Regions from separate parts of the Mus musculus genome. Here all the other regions are linked to region 3. Evidence: chromatin contacts called from public ChIA-PET and promoter capture Hi-C data. All regions are on one chromosome and are shown on one strand. Each heading gives the region's core, a stretch centred on a gene start, on an enhancer-like site or on the middle of the called end of the contact. The rest is flanking DNA. Distances are from core to core; before and after follow the strand shown.

Evidence for each region. Promoter capture Hi-C pulls out the DNA fragments that hold promoters and counts their contacts. ChIA-PET counts read pairs in DNA pulled down with a chosen protein or histone mark.
Region 1: a contact with region 3 is called in a promoter capture Hi-C map of liver. The contact joins the promoter of Hrg here to the promoter of Kng1 in region 3. A contact is called at or near these places in 6 of 39 promoter capture datasets (embryonic stem cells, liver, neural stem cells and 2 more), 2 of 15 datasets of contacts at CTCF or cohesin (the NIH/3T3 cell line and embryonic stem cells), 12 of 484 Hi-C or Micro-C datasets (the G1E-ER4 cell line, the N1E-115 cell line, embryonic stem cells and 3 more), 2 of 115 datasets of contacts at active chromatin or transcription factors (embryonic stem cells and hepatocytes) and 3 of 9 other capture datasets (adipose tissue, embryonic stem cells and liver).
Region 2: a contact with region 3 is called in an H3K27ac ChIA-PET map of liver, with 8 times the contacts expected there. The contact joins the enhancer-like site here to the promoter of Kng1 in region 3. A contact is called at or near these places in 6 of 39 promoter capture datasets (embryonic stem cells, liver, neural stem cells and 2 more), 2 of 15 datasets of contacts at CTCF or cohesin (the NIH/3T3 cell line and embryonic stem cells), 14 of 484 Hi-C or Micro-C datasets (the G1E-ER4 cell line, the HL-1 cell line, the N1E-115 cell line and 4 more), 3 of 115 datasets of contacts at active chromatin or transcription factors (embryonic stem cells, hepatocytes and liver) and 1 of 9 other capture datasets (embryonic stem cells).

The regions. Positions count from the first base shown.
Region 1 is chr16:22,949,758-22,952,457 of GRCm38.p6, forward strand. It overlaps Hrg (histidine-rich glycoprotein), which reads left to right and starts at 1,315. Exons shown (of 7, transcript NM_053176.2): 1 at 1,315-1,581. The coding sequence starts at 1,366.
Region 2 is chr16:22,968,852-22,971,551 of GRCm38.p6, forward strand. No RefSeq gene overlaps it. Among named protein-coding and RNA genes, the nearest start is that of Hrg, 19 kb to the left of the region's middle. Within about 2 kb of position 1,345, at least 1 of the 459 cell types and tissues checked has an H3K27ac peak or open chromatin away from gene starts, as enhancers often do. A contact at or near this core is called in liver, where this site is marked.
Region 3 is chr16:23,057,006-23,059,705 of GRCm38.p6, forward strand. Kng1 (kininogen 1) reads left to right here and starts at 1,295. Exons shown (of 11, transcript NM_023125.3): 1 at 1,295-1,633. The coding sequence starts at 1,439.

The DNA of each region.
Region 1 (2,700 bases), core at 65-2,564, 110 kb before region 3:
CTTCTTATTCATTGCATGGCATTGCCAAGAACTATCAATTCACATTTCATAAATAAAAAACCTAAGAGTCAAAGGATGTGGTGGTTTGAATAAGAATGCCCCCCCCCCCCCGCCGTGCTGGATAGTATGTCAACCTGACACAAGCTAAAGTTATCTTAGAGGAGGGAACCTCCATTAAGAAAATGCCTCCATAAGATTGGGTTATAGGCAGGCCTTTAGAGTATTTTCTTAATTAGTGATTGATGGGGACAGGCCCAGCCTATTGGTGGGGCCACTCCCCAATAGGTTCTATAAGAAAGCAGACTGAGCAAGCCATAAGGAGCAAGCAAGTAAGCAGCACTTATCGAGGGTCTCTGTATCAACGCCCACCTCCAGTTCCTTGTGCTGATTGCCTGTCCCGACTTCCTTCAATGATGACTGTTGATATAGAAATATGAGGCAAATAAACCCTCTCCTCCCCAAGTTGCTTTTGGTCATGGTGTTCCATCATGACAATAGGAGCTTAATTAAGACATCCCCACATAGGCTTATATGTGTCGGAATGCGTAGGCATAGAGAATGGCACTACTTGAGAAGAATTAAGAGGTGTGGCCTTGTTGGAGTGAATGTGGCCTTGTTAGAGGAAATGTGTCACTCAGGGTGGGCTTTGAAGTTTCAAAAGGCCAAGCCAGGCCCAGTGGCTTCTGCCTGTGGATCCAGATGTAAAACTTGTAGCGATATCCAATACCATGTCTGTCTTTGCATGCCACCATGCTTCCCACAATGATGATAAGGGACTAAACCTCTAAAACTGAAAGCAAGCTCCAATGAAATGCTTTCTTTGATAAGAGTTGCCATGGTCATGGTGTCGCTTCACAGCAATAGAACAGTGACTAAGGCAGAGGGGTTCTAAAGCATTACACAGTAATAAGATAACAGTGTCAAATGTCCATCTGATTCCACAGTCACAGCTGAAGGCCAGGCCCTTCAAGAGGCAGGCTGTGGGATGGGTTACCTGCCTCAGATAATTTTCCTGTGTTTGGCTAAGGAATTTTAGCGCCATAATCCAAAGATGCAGCTGACAATAGAGATTTCCAAATGAGACAGCTATAAGAAAACTTATTCCCAACTCCACCATAACAACACAATAAGTGCTTTGGGTTAAACACACCCTGAATCAGTTACCCACCAGATATAGCATATTGCACAAATGATGATTTTACCCACTCATTGGTGTTATGTCTCAACTTTCTCTACACTAATTATTTACAGACTGTTGACAGATATTTGAACCTGGGGTCAAAGTGAACATGCCCAGTTATACAACAAAAAATCTATAAAGACCTTTATCAATTGAGTGTGCATCACGGTAGAATTCTCTCTGCTATGGTGGACCACAGTCAAGGATGGTTTAGCACAATGAAGGTGCTCACCACAGCATTGCTTCTAGTCACCCTGCAGTGTTCCCATGCCCTGAGTCCCACCAACTGTGATGCTTCTGAGCCTCTGGCTGAGAAAGTTCTAGACCTGATCAATAAAGGGCGGAGGAGTGGCTATGTTTTCGAGCTGCTGCGGGTCTCTGACGCCCACTTGGACAGAGCGGTAAGACATGGCCAATGGAGGAGTTGAGCTGGGAGACAATGTGGAAGGTGGGAAAGGGATTGGAGGAGCAGACTGCTTTGCGTAATTAACAACCTTCATCAGGTTTCCTGTTTAGTTTCTGAGGTGTGCTCTAAATTGTTGGGTTTGCCTTGAAACTAACTTTTGTTATTGGCATATCAGTAACTATGCATCAATCTGTAACTATTCTGAAGCACCATAGAGCCCATAGAACAGTGGGAACTTTGAAAAGGAAACTAGAGTTAGCCGTGCTTCTCAAGAAAATAATAGTCCGCAAAATTCACATAGGCCAACTGTGAAAAATAGGATATTTTTGTGACCATATCCATGCCAAAGATATTGGAGCGATTTAATGACAGATCTTTTAATCCGGAAAGGGAAATGTGCTGGTATGTTCTGGAGGATAGATGGGATTTGAATAAGTGTATTCCAACACCACATCTCCTCAAGGTAAGCAGACAATCAGGAAGAGTGATACTGCAAAGCAATTGAACAAGCAGGCAGGGATTACAGAAGTTCAGTAGGGCTCTGGAAAGGCTGAGCTCAGTGTGAAGTTGGAAGAGAGTATGGGCTTATCTTGAAGCCAAGCTTACTGTCTTCACTTGTATGGTTGTTTAGACCGAATTTGATAGGTTAATCGGGACTATGGAGAGATGCTGTTTCCTCCCCCTGCAGCAATAATAGTAACAACAACAATAACAATTTCATATATTTTCTACGATGGAATGTCTAAAATCAGGAAGCCAGAGCAGGGACAACTGCAGATAACGCACAAAGCAGTTTATACTTTTTACAGCATTGGGAGCCACTGCCAAACGCAGAAAGAAAACCGGAACACAGCAACTTAAGACAACCAACAATTTAAAGAGCATCTGTCACACTCTATCACATTTGTCTGACACAGCGTCAAAGAGAATGACGCTACCTCTGAATGGCAGTACAGAAAGTGGGAGGAGGGGGCACAATGGGACTGAGGAGACAGAGGCAGGTGATAGGGATATGAACTAAGAAGCTGTTCACGTATCCAGGAATGCGGAAATGAGGACCAGACCGAGGCAGTGGCCAAACTATGGACTAGATAAGACATGAGAGACGTTTCAA
Region 2 (2,700 bases), core at 95-2,594, 88 kb before region 3:
TGGTACATCTACACAATGGAGTACTACTCAGCTATTAAAAAGAATGAATTTATGAAATTCCTAGCCAAATGGATGGACCTGGAGGGCATCATCCTGAGTGAGGTAACACATTCACAAAGAAACTCACACAATATGTACTCACTGATAAGTGGATATTAGCCCCAAACCTAGGATACCCAAGATATAAGATATAATTTGCTAAACACATGAAACTCAAGAAGAATGAAGACTGAAGTGTGGACACTATGCCCCTCCTTAGATTTGGGAACAAAACACCCATGGAAGGAGTTACAGAGACAAAGTTTGGAGCTGAGATGAAAGGATGGACCATGTAGAGACTGCCATATCCAGGGATCCACCCCATAATCAGCATCCAAACGCTGACACCATTGCATACACTAGCAAGATTTTATTGAAAGGACCCAGATGTAGCTGTCTCTTGTGAGACTATGCCGGGGCCTAGCAAACACAGAAGTGGATGCTCACAGTCAGCTAATGGATGGATCATAGGGCTCCCAATGGAGGAGCTAGAGAAAGTAGCCAAGGAGCTAAAGGGATCTGCAACCCTATAGGTGGAACAACATTATGAACTAACCAGTACCCCGGAGCTCTTGACTCTAGCTGCATATATATCAAAAGATGGCCTAGTCGGCCATCACTGGAAAGAGAGGCCCATTGGACTTGCAAACTTTATATGCCCCAGTACAGGGGAACACCAGGGCCAAAAAGGGGGAGTGGGTGGGCAGGGGAGTGGGGGTGGGTGGATATGGGGGACTTTTGGTATAGCATTGGAAATGTAAATGAGCTAAATACCTAATAAAAAATGGAAAAAAAAAAAAAGAAAGTAGAAAATGTGTCAACCAGGAGCACATGACTTCCTACACCGATCTGCCCACCATCACTGCTTTTGGAGAACAGTTTATAAGCTTGCACATAGTAAATGCCACTCTTAACCAGACTCTTTACTCAGTCTGCTACAGAGTAAGGTTTTCTTCTTTTTCTTTTGTTTTCTTTTTTGAGACAGGGTTTCTCTGTGTAGCCCTGGCTGTCCTGGAACTCTGTACATCAGCCACACCTTGAACTCACAAATGTGCCTGCCTCTGCCTCCCAAGTGCTGAGATGAAAGGCATGGGCCACCACCATCCTACAAGCTTTAATTTTTATTATTAGTAATACTGACTTTTGGAATAGAATATAGTATAACATAATATAGTATAATATGCCACTTGAGCCTATCTTTTTGTGGTGCAATGTTTTAGAAATGTGCTCTGTACTTACACATTCTTTCCAAAGGCAAAGATGCAGGTCAGCAACCCCGGGGTTGCAATATTCCAGCCTGAAATCTGCCTGGACAGTGAGCAGAGTCCTATTTGTTCTCCAGAAAGAGGGCAAAGAACTAAGGAACACAGGAATATAAATAGGGACCCTAGTGGTGAGGCAGAGAAAGCAAAGGCATTAGCTTTAGACTAATCACAAACTGGCTGTGTAGCTGACAATGACCTTAAACTTTTGATCCTTCTGCCTCCACCTCCCTAGTGCTGTGAATACAGGCATGGGCTGTCACGCCCGGTTCATGTGGTACTGGGGAAGTAAGCTCAAACTCTGTACATGCTAGGCCAGGACTTTACAACCTGAGCTGCATCCTGAGCACACTTGGACAGGTTTCTACTATAACTTTTATTTCCTCGTCAGTGCACTCAGGAGGAAACAAATGAAAGTAGGATGCATAAATTAGAGGGAAAGAAAATCCTTAAGATTTTTTTTTAATATAATGTTCACAGACTGGAGAGACGGCTCAGTGGTTCAGGGTACTGGCTACTCTTGCAGGGGAGGGGAAACCTAGGCTCAGTCCCCAGCTCCCATGGTAGCTCACAACCATCTATAACTTTAGTTCTAGGGACTATGGTGCATCTTCTGGCCACCTTGGGCACCAGGCACACTTGTAGTATACATAGATACATACATACATATAGACAGACATAGACAGACAGACAGACAGACAGAGACATTCAGGCAAGCAGTTATACACTTAAAATTAAAATTAAAAAGCTTTCAAAAAGATAAATAATATAATAAATTTTATTTTAAAAGATCCTTTCTTTGGATTAATTAAGTTATTCCAGCAGGAAAACAAAACAAAACAAAACTAATCCATTGATACCATAAGGATAAAAAGAAAGCCCTAATGGACACAGGTTTGTTTGATTCAGGAGGTTAAACTGTGGTAAACAGGGCCTCATTCTGTAGCTCTTCTGGCCTTGAACTCAAGGTCCGCCTGTCTCAATCCACCAAGTGTGCTACTGGGATTCCAGGCTTCACCCTATGCCCAGCTTCACCCAGACGTGCTGAACTCATATATGTACATACATGTAAACCAGGGTTTACATAAAAGAGGGCAGGGATAATATAAGCATAGTATGAACATAAGTGTTTCTGCTCAGATAGGAGGGTATCCTGAGACTCAGAAGCCCAGGAACCATACAGCTCTGAGGGAAGAAAATTTCCCAATAGAAGATAACCTGAGACAGGAAACTCAGGAATCAGACAGTTCTAAGGGATAGAGTCTCAATGGAAGAGCATCCTGGGACAAGGATGTCCAGGAACCACAAAGCTCAGAGAGGAAACTTCAGCAGTGTTGTTGCAGCTCCCCTGGGGGTGGGGGTAACCCCAGCTGAGGAGCTGAGGAGCTCAGGCCACCCT
Region 3 (2,700 bases), core at 45-2,544:
GATACAAACCTACACTTGTTCACATCCGGACACACAGAAGAACACATACACGGAGACTGAGGCACACACTCAGCCAAGCATGAAACTCATGCACACTGGCATATGTGCACACACCTGTACAGACCGAGTCACATAGAAGGTCATGGGTAGAGCTACATTGGCATTCCTTAGGACCTCTGGCCCAGTGCCTGTTCCTGCTGCACTTCTATAAAGTTCCCATTCAGCACACGGTGACAGCACCTGGCTCCAGGCCTCCGGGCCTCTCAGGCAGACTCCAGCTCACACTAGAAATTCCCATCAACCACACAGAAGCCAACTTTTGAGATTTCTTTATTACTTTTATTTCTTCTTTTTCTTATTTCCTAATTTCCTTCCATCTGTCTTTCCTTTCTTTTCTTTTATTCCTTTTTTAAATTATTATTATCAGTATTATTCTGTATTTGTGAGAGAGACAGAGAAAGGATGAGAATGTGTGTATGCAGGCACACAAAAGCCACAGCCCACATGTGGATGTCAGAGAGCTCTCAGGAGTGGATGCCTCCCCGGACACCTTGGTAAGACAGGTCTCTTTGCTTTTCTTGCTTACAAACTCCAGGGTACCTAAACTTCCTGGTGATCCTCTGGCCTTCCCCTTCTGGATTAAAGTAGGAATACCAGGGTTACAATTGTGTGTCACCATCCAGAGGTGTTCTGTGAACTCCTGGCTTCAAACTCTGCTTGCCAGCCTGAGGCTTGTGAGGCAAGCACTTGAATCAGGTGAGAATCTGCTGGCCCCACCCCTTCTTCACATAGACCAATAGAACCCAGCAGAGAGGTTGGCATGGCCAGAGGCCAGACAGGATGCCCATGATTTGTCAGATTTGCTAGTGTCCTGGGTGGAGCTCCCAGCATGTGACTGATGGTCCTGCACATGTGCTTTTCAAGAACACACCAGAGCTGACAAAACCTTGTGTCTGTACACTCTGACATGCCACAAGCAATATTGTGTAGGAGGTATTTCTACATTGTCTTCAATGTATATTTATGCAGAGCCCTTTGTAACTGGGCCAAGAGTAGCAAGAGGATACTGGAAATGGTTGTTGGTTTTAGCTCCTTTTACTGGTTTCTGCTTTAATTCACTGTGGAGAGTTGAGCAATGTTTTAGAAATGGGCTTTGCACTCCCACATTCTTTACAAAGGCAGACAAACAGGTCAACAATCCCATGTTGCAATTCTCCAGCTCCATACCTGGTTGGACATTGAGCAGAGTCCTGTTTGTTCTCTGGGAAGAGGGCACACAAGGGGCGTGACCTCAGGAATCTAAATAGGGGCCTAAGTGGTGAGGCAGAGAGAGCTGAGGCAGGAGAGATCAGAGCCCAGAGGCTGCCAAAATCAGCTTCTGAGTTGGTTTCCCATTCTTGGCAAAACAGTCCCTCAGTTCTAGAGGGACCCTTAAATCATGAAGCTCATTACTACACTGCTCCTCTGCTCCGGACTCCTGCTGACTTTAACACAGGGAGAAGAAGCGCAGGAAATTGACTGCAATGATGAGGCTGTATTTCAGGCTGTGGATTTCTCTCTGAAGCAGTTTAACCCTGGGGTAAAAAGTGGCAACCAGTATATGTTGCACCGAGTGATCGAGGGCACTAAAACGGTGAGTAACAGCTTTCCTGTGAAACCACTTGTAATTGGTGCTCTCAGGCACAGGGGTAGAGGTTGGAGATGGCCCGTCCTTAGTCTTCCTGGGCGATCATGAAAGCAGTATCCCAGGAAGAAAGAAACCACAAAAGATGGAGATGTTCAAAAGGGACAGGCATAGTGGGGAATCCAGCAATGCAGTCAGCTTGCAGTAGGGGAATCCACTGCATCTGTGAACTTAGCCATTTTCCAGACTTAAGGGAGAGTTCCCTCCTGGGATGAATACAGGGAGTAAGAAGAGAGCTGACATTATTGCCTTGGACCAAGTATCTAGCACTGCCTGTGTGTGGCTGATTCATTGAGCTTAATAGTAATGTTTCCACTAGCTTTCTTTAGTTTGGGGGGCAGGGAGGTGGAGCCATGGTGTCATTTAGCTTTAGATTAACAACAAACTTGCTGTGTAGCTGACAATGATCTTAAACTTTTGATCCTCCTGCCTTCATCTCCCTGGTGCTACACATACAGGCTTGTGCCCCCATGCCAGGTTTCTGTGATACTGGGGAATCAACCTCAGGACTCTGCCACCTACACTCCATCCGGAGCACACTTTGGCAGGTTTTCTCTATATTCTTACTGCTTTGTCAGTGCACGCAGGTAGGAAAGGAATGAAAGCAGGGTGCATAAATTAGAGAAAAACTTTCTTTAAGATTTTTTAAAATTAAGTTTACAGACTAGAGAGATGGCTCAGTGGTTCAGAGTACTGGCTACTCATGTGAGCAGGGGGCTGGGATCAGCTCCCAGCACTTATGGTAGTCACAACCATCTCTAACTCCAGTTCCAGGGACTACAGTGTGTCTTCTGGCCATCCTGGGCACCAGGCACACATAGTATACATACATACATTTGGGCATACACTCACACTCTTAAGATAAAAATTAAGAATTTACATTTAAAAATCTTTGAATAAACAAATTTCATGTAAAAGACTTTCTTTGGATTGGTCACATTATTTCAGCATGAAAAAATCCCAATCCTTTGACGCCATGAGGATAAACAGAAAGCCCTGAGGGACACAGGCGTGTG